4 separate regions of the Sus scrofa genome follow, and all the other regions are linked to region 4. A link is a contact called in public Hi-C and HiChIP or PLAC-seq data. All regions are on one chromosome and are shown on one strand. The core of a region is the stretch at or near the end of the contact, and the rest is flanking DNA. Distances in the headings are between cores, read along the strand shown. Region 1 has its middle 160 kb from the start of HES1. Region 2 has its middle 140 kb from the start of HES1. Region 3 has its middle 230 kb from the start of HES1. Region 4 has its middle 27 kb from the start of CPN2.

Region 1 (3,342 bases), core at 599-3,098, 340 kb after region 4:
AGAGGTAGTAGAGGCTGGTAGAAGCAGAGGGGAGGGGGAGAGATTGGGACGTTGTTTAGAGAGTGCTCATGCAGGGCCTTGGGCACCATGTGAAGAAGTTGGGATACTGGTGATGGGAATCTCTACTGATCTCTACTCCCCCACTCCCAACCACCCTGACTTTCCATAGGGCTTTTCTGCCCACCAACTCACTGTGAGATACTCCGAAAGGCCCCTGTGAGTTTGCGTATTTCCAGCCACAAAGTGAAAGACAAGCCAAAGTAGTGAGAGACTGGCCACAAGGAGATTGACTGGAAGGACATTGTGATAATTCAGGTGAGAACAATGGAGCATCCATGAGATCAGCAGCCTATGCTTTGTGGACCACATGTCAATACTGCCTGCCATGTCAGGGACAGTGCTTCTCCTAGTCCCCAGGCCACTTCTGGCTGGCCTCCTAGCCTCTGTGGTCACCCATCACTTCCTTCCCAGAACTCATCTTTTGTTTACAGAGGCCCCTAACTGGGGCTGCATCCCCCAAGCCCTCTCAGGTACCCCACCCCGACCCCCTATGGACACACAGGCCAGAGATATGGCAACCCACCCCAACATACACTCTAGGAGGAAATACTTACAGTAAAACAGAAGCCCTCTGTGTCTCAGCTGAGCTTGGGTTGGGCTCAAGAGTCTGAACGTGAACTCAAAGGCTTCCTAGTCATGGTGTGGGATGGCTTAGGACGTGTTTCTGCAGGCCTTTTGGCTGCACAAGGAGGTTCTGTATGACCTCACCCAGCTGAGCACGTGCTCGTGTCATATCCTCAGGAGCACCAGAAGCTCCTGGGGACACTGCCAGCGTCTGTCTCCTGGAGAAGAAAGCCTGTCATCCCAGCCCTTCCCTCTATACTTTGCCTCCCAAGATTTAGAGCTGTGTTTGCCTGAACATTCTGGGAGTTTGGCTGCCAAAAGATCTCATGGTGTTCAAAAACCTTTGTGAAGATTCTGGGTTGAACAATACTGAGTATTTTTTTTTTTTTTTGTCCTTTTGCCTTTTCTAGGGCCGCTCACGCAGCATGTATAGATTCCCAGCCTAGGGGTTGAATTGGAGCTGTAGCCGCCGGCCTACGCCAGAGCCACAGCTACGCAGGATCTGTGACCTACACCACAGCTCTCAGCAACGCCGGATCCCTAACCCACTGAGTGAGGCCAGGGATGGAACCCACAACCTCATGGTTCCTAGTCGGATTTGTTAACCACTGAGCCACGATGGGAACTCCAATACTAAGTATTTAGTTCCCTGCAGGTCTTCTCAAAGTCTCCAATGTTTTATAAGGGGGACTTGTGCATCCCCAGATTTGGTTATCCGGCTCTGGAAACCAATCCCATGCGAGTGCCAAGGGATAACTGCATTTATATTCCAAGTCTCCCAGAGAGGGTAAGAAGATGAACGGTTCATTTTTCACACTTATTTGGCCATGGCACTTCCTCGTGCCCCACTTCTTGCCAGTGTAGAGGCTTTGCCTCCACGGGAAGGGAGCTCAGCTGCGGGAGCCGCTGCTCAACTTTGTGGAGAAGATTCTGAAAGCAGCTAAACTTTATCCCCGACATTTTGGAGGGATTCCTAATTAGGGTCAGTAAAGCCCCAGTTGCATTTGCATGGTCCCAGTGTAATTCTGAGAAGCGCCCAACTTTTACTCTCCAAAGGGCGCCGTTTGAGGGAAAGAATTATGTGGTCACCCTGGCCATAGTCCACTGCAGAGCCCAGCCACTTGGCCTCCTGGAGCCCAAAGGGCAGCTATTGTTAGGCTTACTTCTGCTTCTGCCCATAACACAGTCTGATGTCACCCTTTGACTCACCACTTGCTCTCTGACAACCTTTGATATTTGCCAGTGGGTCCCGCATTCTTTCCCCTTTATTCAGCCACCATATTCAGCCTGGTGAATTGCCTCACCTTCTCAAAAACGGTTCTGCAAGAGAGGGTGACAGAAAATCAGTGCCCCTAAGACACGCAGACCTTTTGTGTTAGGTGTCCTTTCATGACGCGTGCCTTCAGTTGTGGCATTTCTGGACCGCCTCAGCTCATGAACTTTTGGACTCTGCGTCTGCTGGTCTACTGCTGAATTGTTTGTCTGTGCCATTCTTTCTCCTTCTTCCCTGGTCTCCTCTTATTCCTGCTGCTGAAACAGCCACCTTCCTGCTTTCAGATGCTCTGAAGGAATTCATGTTAGAAAATATCACGAAACCATTCTCATTTAGGGCAGGGAAGATATAAAATGAAAAAAGGCCAACCAGACAAAGCAGGAGCCAAGCAACTGATGAATTACAGAGATCACAGAATTTAATGAGAAAAATGAAAAAATGAGAAACTTTCTTAATTCTTTTTAAAGGGCAGTTAATGGACTATAAGTTTTTTTTTTTTGGTCTTTTGAGGGCCACACCCATGACATTTGGAGGCTCCCAGTTCAGGGTTGAATGGGAGCTGTAGCTGCCGGCTTATGCCACAGCCACAGCAACATGAGATTTGAGCCACATCTGCAACTTACACCACAGCTCACAGCAATGACAGATCCTGAACCCACTGAGAGAGGCCAGGGATCGAACCTGCATCCTCATGGATACCAGTCAGATTCATTTCTTTTTTTTTTTTTTTTTTTTTTTGTCTTTTTGCCATTTCTTGGGCCGCTCCCACGGCATTTGGAAGGTTCCCAGGCTAGGGGTCTAATCAGAGCTGTAGCTGCCAGCCTATGCCAGAGCCATAGCAATGCCAGATCCGAGCCGCGTCTGTGACCTACACCACAGCTCACGGCAATGCCGGATCCTTAACCCACTGAGCAAGGGCAGGGACCGAACCCTCAACCCCATGGTTCCTAGTCGGATTCGCCAACCACTGCGCCACGACGGGAACTCCCAGTCAGATTCATTTCTGCTGAGCCATGATGGAAACTCCTGGGCTATAAGATTTGATTTCAACTTTTATTTGTCTTTGAAAAAATATTTTTGTTGACAAATTTGTTTTTAAAATGTTAGTCTAGGAGTTCCTGTTGTGGCTCAGTGGTTAATGAATCCGACTAGGAACCATGAGGATGCGGGTTCGATCCCTAGCCTTGCTCAGTGGGTTGAAGATCCAGTGTTGCCGTGAGCTGTGGTGTAGGTTGCAGATGTGGCTCGGATCCTGCGTTGCTGTAACTCTGGCGTAGGCCAGCGTCTACAGCTCCGATTAGACCCCTAGCCTGGGAACCTCCATATGCCTCAGGCAGGGGCCCAGAAAAGGCAAGAAAGACAAAAATGAATAAATAAATAAATAAATAAATAAAATGTTAGTCTAGCTTTCCAAAATTCCAAATTTCCGCTCAAAGTGGAAAAAT
Region 2 (3,022 bases), core at 97-2,596, 310 kb after region 4:
CTGATGTCTTCTAAGGGGACAAAACAGTGTTTCTTCAGGGGGACCTGTGATAAGACACCTCAGAAATGTGATTCATAAGAAGGATGCTATTTTCTACAAACTAGGAAAGTTGGAGGACCTCTTAATGTATATTATTCACTCAGACAGACAGATGATGAAACCAGCAAGGGGCGGCTGCCTAGGGCCCAGAGCCAGGAGGTAGCAGAGCTGGACAAGAGACCTGGTCTTGTGACTGAGCCATGTGCTTCAGCTGCTCTGCACACCCTATCTTTCTGTCTTTGTTCATACTCAGGGAGTCTGCTGTCAAACTTCCATCTCCAAATTGTATTGTGGGTTAATGTGCACCACCCCCCACACTCAACCACCCCCGCCCCACTACACCCCCCCCCACCAACAGCCCCCACCCCCACCCCCCTGCAGCAAAATTTCAAGAACTTAAGAATGCAGATCAAAAGATCTGTGCCAACGGCATGTAAGGGACTTTTGAACACACTTTCACTGACGTGCAGGAGGCACCCTCGCTTCCTCTGCAGGCAGGACACTGCACAGACCCTAGTCCCCTGACCTCTAAATTCTTTGGGTGCCGGCCCAGCCTCGAATCCAGAGCCCCTCCTAGGACTTGGCCGAAGCCAGCTATGCATCCACACATGCGCGCGCCCAAGTCCACTTTTGTGGGAACCTGTTCTCATCACCTGCCACCAGAGACTTCAAGTCTCGCCTCTCCACTCCCGGTCCCGGCTCCAGCCCACCCGAAGTTGTGCAGGAGCCCAAGGGGATTTGTGCAAACAGGCACTGGCCCCAGTCGGAGCCAGGACCGAGGAGTTTGACCTGAGGCAAGAGGATAACCCAGGGCAACACACTTAACTCCCCGGACGAGGAGGGGTGGCCTGGTAGCCAGAAAGAAAACTCCTGTGCTTTTTTTTTTTTTTTAATTGAATCCATAAAACAAAAGGTGAGGGGGTTCTGGGGAGGGGAGGAACGCCTGATGATTTATGGCGCTGGTCTGGAGAGGAGGAGAGCCGGCAACTCTTTCCAAGTCGGCGGGCGGCGTGTGATTCATTTCCCCGGGGGCGGCGGGGCCGGCCGGGCGGGCGGGCGCAGGCAGCCTGGGGCCGCCGCACACCCCGCGCTCGTTTATTTACGGTGCTTTATCAGCGGCTGCGCGCGGCGATAAAGTTTATGAAAAGAGGCGGCGGCTCCGGCCGGCGGGCCGGCCTGTGCTCCTTTCCCACACTGATTAGGATCGGGCAGGGGTTTGGAAGCTGCAGTTAAGGATCGGGCGCCCGGAGCCGCGTCTCCCCCTTCCTGCCCCGCCCGCGCGCCCGCCGGCTGCCCGGCTGTTGCCCCGCGTGGGAGCCGAGGTCAGGGTTGCGGCCGCGGCCGTTCCTTGGCGGGGGAGGGCAGGACCGCCCCGCGGGGGAGGGAAAGGGAGCGCCCGGGGCCGCTGGCGAGGCCGAGAAAACTACTGTTGGAATGAATTTCTATTCGCACTGTCCCCGTGTCGAGATGGAAAAAGGGTGATAGGGATTTTTCTCTTCTGAAGGTGTGGCGGATTCTCATCCCGCCATTGACGTTTCTAAGCTCCTCGCCATCCATCTCTCGTCTCTCTTTGCATCTGGGCTTGACTCAATTTTTTTTTTTCCCTTTTCATGACCCTATTTTGTTCGTCCCTTGCGAAGGTAGTAATTGTACACCTCTTGCAGGACACCTCTAAGTATGAGGAGAGAGAGAAGCAGAGAGACAGGATGAGAGACTGGTTCAGAGATTAAGAGCCGTGTCCCTGACCCTCAAGATTCTCAAGGTCACAAGCACAGACCGTCCTGAAAGAGTTAGCAGGGCCGGGGGTGGGGAGGCTCGAAGTAGCAGACAATTAAAGCAGGCCACTAAGGCAGGGCTGCTTTAATGCCTTGGGGCATTACCTTGTTTAATCCTCTGGGAGGTTTTTGGAGGGAGGTCCCTGTACAATCATATTTTACAGATCGTAAAAGGAAGGTCCACAGAGGGCCAGTGACTTGCTTGAGACAACTCGGAAGTCAATGACTGAGCTGGGATTTGAACCCAGGCAGAAAGGTGCCAGAGCCTAGGTACCTGACTTCTGAGTTTCCCTGATGTTCTAGAACTGACAGGGAGCAGTGAGAGTGCAGTAGCCAGGACAGCCAGTCCTGCCTGGAAAAGACAGAGTGTCTTGTCCTGGGAAGGAGAGTGATGAGGGCTGGGGCTTGAAGAGTAGTTTTCATAAGACAGACTGGATAGCGAGAGGAAGGCACATTTAAACAGAAAGAACCTCTACAGGCAGTCCCAGGTACTCCAGGCCCAGCTCCTTTCACCTTCCGTTTTGTGTTCTTTCTCTAAGGAACGGGAGAGCAGCAGTGCAGAACCTCTATACTATGTGAAAACAAGGTCACCTTCCCAGGCCATTTCCTTGATCTGGAAAGTTCTATCTGCAGCTGCTGAAATCCTGCCAGCACTCAAGTCTTAACAGTGTCATCCCCTCCTGAAAGCTTCCTGGACTGCTCCTTATCTCACTGCCAATGACTAAAAGCAATCCTTCCTCCTCCTCTCCTCTCTCACTCTTGCTTGTACTCAGTAAAGCGCTTGGATTTGGGCTCCCTCTGTCTTTCCTACTAAAACGTGAGCTCCCAGGAGTTTCTGCTGTGGCACAGTGGAAATGAATCCCACTAGTAACCATGAGTTTGTGGGTTTGATCCCTGGCCTTGCTCAGTGGGTTAAGGATCCGGCATTGCTGTGAGCTGGGGTATAGGGCTCAGACACTGCTCGGATCCTGCGTTGCTGTGGCTGTGGTGTAAGCCAGCAGCCGTAGCTCCGACTTGACCCCTAGCCTGGGAACCTCCATATACCGCAAGTGTGGCCCTAAAAAACAACAAAAAAATTAAACTGTGAGCTCCTCGAAGGCACTGGGCTACTCCTTCCTCTTGTCACCCACTTCTGCCTCAGGCCTGGTTTAATATCCTGCACACAGTTTTTTAATAACTGCATTTGATGAATACATGGAGAGAGAAAG
Region 3 (2,904 bases), core at 236-2,735, 410 kb after region 4:
AAGTAGAAATATGCCTCAGATGTCCTGACACCCAGGCTAGATTGCTGTCCACTGAGTCTGCAGCCATGCAGGATTTCACATACCCTGCAGCACAGGGACCATTGTGTTAGGCACACTTAAAAAAAATTTTTTTTAATTATTTTCCTTTTTACAGCTGTACCTGCAGCATATGGAAGTTCCCAGGCTAGGAGTCAGATTGGAGCTGCAGCTGCTGGTCCACACCACAGCCATGGCAACACCGCATTCCAGCCACATCTATGACCTACATCATAGCCTGTGGCAAGACCAGATCCTTAACCCACTGAGCAAAACCAGGGAATGAAACTGCATCCTTGCAGACTATGTCAGGTCTTTAACCTGCTGAGCCACAGTGGGAACTCCATGATAAACACATTTTAAATGTGAATTTCTGAACAGCCACCTCGGAAGTCTGTTTGGCAGTTTCTTTAAAAATTGAACATCCATCTACCCCATGGCCCACCAATTCTATTCCTAAGTATTTACTCTGGCGGAATGTATTTACATGACTTCTAGAGAGATATTCCTGGAAGTTTTTATTCATAATAGCTAAAAACTGGATACATCCCAGATGTCTGACTACAGGTGAATGGATGAACACCACATTACCGTATTTGCAGTACATCCATTTGATAAAATACTACTCAGAAAGAAAGAGAAAAAGGAATGTACTGTTGATGCATGCAACAACATGCATGAATTTCAGAACATACTGAGGGAAGGAAGCCAGACACAAAAGAGGGTACGTGATATGATTCCATGTGTATGAAGTTCTAGAATAGTGGCTCCCATCTGTGGTGGCAGAAACTGGATCAGTGGTTGATTGCTTCATGCTGCGTGTATGCATGTGCAGGGGCATTGACTAGGAGAGGGCGTGAAGGACACTTCTGGGGGTCCTAGACATGCCCTGTGTCTTGACTGGGGTCTGAGACACATGAGTGTATTCGTTTGTCAAGTCTGATCAAGCACTTAAGATCTGATTTTACTGCATTGATGTTATACTTTAAAAAAAAAAATGTTTTAAAATGAATTTCTAGCTGAAGTTCCCGTTGTGGCGCAGTGGTTAACGGATCCACTAGGAACCATGGGGTTGCGGGTTCGATCCCTGGCCTTGTTCAGTGGGTTAAGGATCCGGCGTTGCTGTTAGCTGTGGTGTAGGTCGCAGACATGGCTTGGATCCCACGTTGCTGTGGCTCTGGCGTAGGCCAGTGGCTACAGCTCCGATTCGACCCCTAGCCTGGGAATCTCTATATGCTGCAGGAGTGGCCCTAGAAAAAGGCAAAAAGACAAAAAAAAAAAAAAAAAAAAAAAGAATTTCAAGCCACACATAGGAGGGTGCAGTATCAACATTCTGTCTGGTTGAGAAGAGAGTGCGTGAGCCTGCACTGGCAGGCCACTAGAATGCGTCTGCAGTGGCGTGTCCTGGAATCCGGAGCTTGGGAAAGTGCTGTCTGTTCCCGCTGTGTCGATGGCGGGGCCGGCCAGCTTCCTGTGCAGGCTGCCAGCGCCTAGCTGTCAGGCTGAGCCCAACCACAGCTGCTTTAATAGCACGTTGGGAGGGCCATTTTCTCCGGGCCCTGCAGCCACATCCCAAGGACCAGCCATACCCCCAGGCCCACTTCCCCACCTTGGATTTTTCTCACCAGACAACCTTCTTTTCCTCACTCTCAGGTACTTTCCTGGGCCCAGACTGCACTTGCTGCCACTCAAGCTTCATGGGTGATAAACTCTGGCTTTCTAATATTCCAGGACTGCTCCACGGAGCCATTGCGGCAATCCTTTCTTAAACGTTTTTTTTTTTAAACTGCCATTTGCGTTTTGTTCATATTTCCTGCCAGATTGTCAAATCAGGTTCTCTCCAGATGCCAACATCTGGTATTAAATTGCAAGTCTGAATAATCTTCCAAAACAATGTTTTCTAAGAGCCAGGCAACTTCTTTTGTTCACGTTCTTCATCTGCTCAAATTGTATCATGTTCTCGCCTTGATTTCTCTGCTGAAATATATCTTTTGAGAGGTCAAGTCTCACCTGTTTAAGACAGGCCTAACCCTGGCATCAGGCCACAGGTTGCTTGGAGAGTATGGGACCTTTTAGGGGTTTTTAGGTTCTCTTTTACCTTTTGATGTTTAAAAATTAATAAATCTCAAAGCAAACTCTCCATCGAATAAGCAGTGAATGAATTCAGCTTTTCCCTTATTCTGATGTTTATATTTTCAGTTGGAAAATGAAATCTCTAAGATGCCAGACATGTGGTATCCAGACACGTCTGCCTGTTGGAATCTGGAGCTAGAGGTGGTTACAGAACGTTTCAGCTGCATGCAGTGCGTGCTCCGCAGCTGGGAATATGTTCCCAGGACGGAGAGGACCCACAGCTCCAAGCTTGCTTCCTGTTGCTTCTTTTACCATTGTAGAGACCTCTGTTCTTCTCCTGTGGGGTCAGGAAGTGGGGAAGCCCAGGCACGCAGCCAGCTTGGGATGGAAGGGTAAGCACTTGCCAAGGGGACAGAGATGCATTTCGGGCCCTAGGGCTGTCACTCCCACCAGGAGGGGGGTGGGGGTGGTGAGCCCTCCTCTCCTGCCTTCTGCTATCTTAGGCCTTAGATTGGAGCCATTGGTTTCAACCTCAATGTCTTTTGTGGGGCGGCTGAGGGGGACGGGGGTTGGTGGGGGACGGGGGTTGGTGGGGGACATGGAAGAAATGTCCTAGAGAGTGGGCTCCTGACCACCTCCTGCTTCTTCTGCAATCAGAGCAAGTTCCACCTTTTTTTTTTTTTTTTTTGCTTTTTAGGGCCGCACTTGCAGCATATGGAGGTTCCCAGGCTAGGAATCTAATCAGAGCTACAGCTGCCAGCCTGCACCAGAGCCACAGCAACACCAAGTCCCAGC
Region 4 (3,217 bases), core at 152-2,651:
AGGGCCGTTGCAAGTCCCTCCCAGATCCAAGAGGAGGGGACATAGACCCCTCACAGTGGAAGGTGTGTCCGTCACATGGGCAGGAGATGCTATGGGTAGCCTAAATACATGGGAGTGGCCGTCTTTGGAGAATATGATCTGCTACGCCTGCCCATCCAGGAAGGAGCCAGGGTCAGAGGGTAAGAGGAAGCCTTCTGGAGGCAGTGATGCTTGAACAGAGGCTTAAAGGCTGGAGAAGATAAGATATGTGGGAGGGGAGGGAAGGAGAGACTCCAGGTGGAGGGGCAAGGTCCACTGAGGGAGGGCCCAGGAGTGGAAGCCTGGTGAGTTGGGGGCAACCACAAGCCCTTCTGTGATGCTGGGGTGGTTTGTATGGGGCTGGGTGTGCTGGGAGGTGGGGCTGAAGAGTTGGAGGGGCTTAGCCTGCAGTTCATGAGCAGGGGTTGTCAGTTCTTCTAAGAATCAGGCCCTCTCCCAGGAAAAATACCCATTGGACTTTGTACACCATTTCAGGGACCCGGGTCAAGGCCCCCAGCCCCAGAGGACCTCAGAGGGATCCCTTCCTGTCTTGTGTTCTGTGGAGCCAGCTTGGGCCCTGAACTTGCCAGCGGTCTCTCTCTGCAGGTGTGTAATCTTAGGTGGCCCCAGGAGCATGTGTCAGACTCAAGCCCAATGCCTCACTCAGCCACTTGGCATCACCGAGCCCAGGCTGACCCTCCTGACTCAGAGAGAGCCTGTGGGGGATGTATGCTCTCTGTTCTACAGGCAGGAAGCCAAGGCCCAGAGAATATTGTTCACTTGCCCAAAGTCACACAGCCATCAGGATAGGGATGATGACGTGGGTCTGACAGCCTCTCCGGGCCAGCCCATTTCCCCCGTGGCATCCTTTCTCCCGACACAGGGCCCTACATATCCCTGCGCCACATGACACCACCTTGCCCTGCCCCACCCAGGAGGCTCAGCTCTGGGACCATGTGTCTCAGGCATGAGTCAGCTTTTGCCTCTGCTGGGAGCCATACCAAGCCTTCCACACCCGCCTGTCCGGCCCTCCAAGCCTCTGTCTCCAGTGCTTGCTGGATACCTTTCCAGGGAGGCCCCTCATGCTTAAATCTGCACTCACCTCTGCTCACCCCAGCTGCCTCTCTAGTCCTGTTCTAGGGATTTCCTGTCTTGGGCTTTCAAGTAGGTGTGGCCCATAGCAGATGGCTGGGGAGAAGTCGGGGTATTTCTTTCACACTTTCTGCTCTAGGAAGCATCTCCAGCGGGGCCTGGGTCTCCTCCCTGGCCCCAGCTCCCACTATCCGGGCTTGCTCTGGTTTCTGCTGGGCTGGGTTGCTCCTGGCCTCTGAGCTCTACCTAATGCTGCCACACCTCTTCCTCCCTCCTGCTCTAGGTGGCGCCAGTGGCCTTGTCCCATTGCTAACCTCTGTGCTGCCTCTGCATCTTCTTTGGCCTCTCAGCTTTCACATCACTATGCAACCAATCCCCTGTATTAAATTTCCTCTGTTTGGGATACCCGTGGGCTTCCTGCTGCCCAGCTAGACCCCTTCCTTTCCCAGAGGATGGCACCAAGTCAGTGTTCAGTCCCTGACCTCAGTGACCCCCACCCAACTAGTCTCTGAGTCAGAAGACAGTGCTTCTGGAAACCTCTTGTGCCCAGACCCCCATCCCACACCACCCCCTTCCCCACTCCCTTCTGCTGCAGCCTTGAACTTCAGCTCCTTATCACCTCTGGCCTGGATGACCCCAGCAGCCTCCCACCAGGGCACCCTACCAGGCTACCCTCCCCACAGTGGCCCAGGGGCTTTAGACAGAGCCCAAGGGCCTACACCTTAGATCTAACCTTTCTCATCTGGTCCCATGCCGCCTTCCAGCCCTGGCCATCCTCCACACCCCCGTCCTTCCCTGTGCCCCCTACACCCACAACCACAGCAGACTAATCATTTCCCAGACATACCACGCGTGGCTCCCTCTACCCTGAGCTCACCTATTCCCTCTGCCCAGACCAGCTACTCTTTTCTACTGGTAAATGTTTATTGATTCTTTAAGACCTACAGCAGGTGCTGCCTCCTCTAGGGTGAAACACATCCCTCCTCGTTCTGCCTTCCATGGCCCTGGATCAGTCCCCTTAAGGGCTTTTCTCATGTGGGACATGAGTTTCTCAGGGCTGGGACCCTGTCCAAGCCCTCCTTGTACCCAGGCACCTCGCCCTTACATGAGGTCAGTCAGTCTTTTTTTGGCTGGCGTGGAAAGTGCTGTTGGGATCAGCTGGCCTCCTAATCCCTTGGCCATGGCGCCTGCCCAGGTCCCTTTCCTGTTTGAACCACCAGCCAGAGTCAGGGGCCTCTCCTCCCAGGACACCAAGGCTGTACATTTCATTGTCATTCTCAGTGATCTTGGTTAATGTTTAAGTTCAGGTTCTTTGTTTTCTGTAAAGCCCATAACAGGGTGGTGGAGCTGGGAATTGTAAAAGTCCACAAGAGGAAAACTTGACTCAACAATTACAAATTGAAGATTCCCCCTCACCCCTCCCCAGTGTTTGGGTGGGGGACGAATGGAAAGGAAGACGATGTTGAAATGTAGCCCTTCGAAATGCTATATAACCTTATACAGAACTGTGCGTGATTCTCTTACACAGGCTCTCAAGCTAGAGCTTTGCACATCAGCAATTTGCTGGACTCTAGACTCAGCCTTCCTGAAACTCCCATCGGTGTCTGTTTCCTGCATCACACCTCAGATGGCTTCCCGTGGGATCCTGGATAGAACCCAAACCCATCAACTTTAAATTCAAGTCCCCCTTCCCCCTCTCCGGGTAGCTTCGGCTGCCTCTTTTCCAGCCAGACATCCTGTTTACAGCTCCCAGACAGGACACAAGTTGGGGGTCTCACCTTTTGAGGACAGGGCAGAGGAGTGGTTCAGAGTGTGAGGTCCAAATTTGGACATGTTCAGGCTCCCTCATGCTTGGGCTGTGATGGCCATGCAGCCTCCAGGAAGCCCACTCTGATTTCCCCTCCCCACACCATGCATCCCTCCAGTGTCCACCCGCTCCAAATGCCATCCCTCCTCCCACCCACTCCAAATGCCATCCCTCCTCCCACTCCCCCGAACAGCACAACCTCCTCGTGTTACCTATTTCGTGGTCATTTATTTGTGTGTTTTTCTGTTCTCTCCACCCGGACTCTCTGTGCCCCTTAGAGTGCCTGCATGAATAATGACC

What was found. A called contact is a pair of places that touch in the nucleus more often than the background predicts. HiChIP or PLAC-seq counts read pairs in DNA pulled down with a chosen protein or histone mark.
Region 1: a contact with region 4 is called in a Hi-C map of embryonic fibroblasts, with 1.8 times the contacts expected there. The contact joins two enhancer-like sites. A contact is called at or near these places in 3 of 47 Hi-C or Micro-C datasets (embryonic fibroblasts, liver and skeletal muscle) and 1 of 2 datasets of contacts at active chromatin or transcription factors (skeletal muscle).
Region 2: a contact with region 4 is called in an H3K27ac HiChIP or PLAC-seq map of skeletal muscle, with 4 times the contacts expected there. The contact joins two enhancer-like sites. A contact is called at or near these places in 7 of 47 Hi-C or Micro-C datasets (embryonic fibroblasts, epiblast stem cells, fetal heart ventricle and 3 more) and 2 of 2 datasets of contacts at active chromatin or transcription factors (alveolar macrophages and skeletal muscle).
Region 3: a contact with region 4 is called in an H3K27ac HiChIP or PLAC-seq map of skeletal muscle, with 8 times the contacts expected there. The contact joins two enhancer-like sites. A contact is called at or near these places in 2 of 47 Hi-C or Micro-C datasets (embryonic fibroblasts and epiblast stem cells) and 1 of 2 datasets of contacts at active chromatin or transcription factors (skeletal muscle).

Annotation. Positions count from the first base shown.
Region 1 is chr13:130,972,532-130,975,873 of Sscrofa11.1, reverse strand. No RefSeq gene overlaps it. Among named protein-coding and RNA genes, the nearest start is that of HES1, 160 kb to the left of the region's middle. Within about 2 kb of position 1,848, at least 14 of the 83 cell types and tissues checked have an H3K27ac peak or open chromatin away from gene starts, as enhancers often do. A contact at or near this core is called in embryonic fibroblasts and skeletal muscle, where this site is marked.
Region 2 is chr13:130,998,930-131,001,951 of Sscrofa11.1, reverse strand. No RefSeq gene overlaps it. Among named protein-coding and RNA genes, the nearest start is that of HES1, 140 kb to the left of the region's middle. Within about 2 kb of position 1,346, at least 43 of the 83 cell types and tissues checked have an H3K27ac peak or open chromatin away from gene starts, as enhancers often do. A contact at or near this core is called in skeletal muscle, where this site is marked.
Region 3 is chr13:130,903,817-130,906,720 of Sscrofa11.1, reverse strand. No RefSeq gene overlaps it. Among named protein-coding and RNA genes, the nearest start is that of HES1, 230 kb to the left of the region's middle. Within about 2 kb of position 1,485, at least 18 of the 83 cell types and tissues checked have an H3K27ac peak or open chromatin away from gene starts, as enhancers often do. A contact at or near this core is called in embryonic fibroblasts and skeletal muscle, where this site is marked.
Region 4 is chr13:131,309,160-131,312,376 of Sscrofa11.1, reverse strand. No RefSeq gene overlaps it. Among named protein-coding and RNA genes, the nearest start is that of CPN2, 27 kb to the left of the region's middle. Within about 2 kb of position 1,401, at least 19 of the 83 cell types and tissues checked have an H3K27ac peak or open chromatin away from gene starts, as enhancers often do. A contact at or near this core is called in embryonic fibroblasts and skeletal muscle, where this site is marked.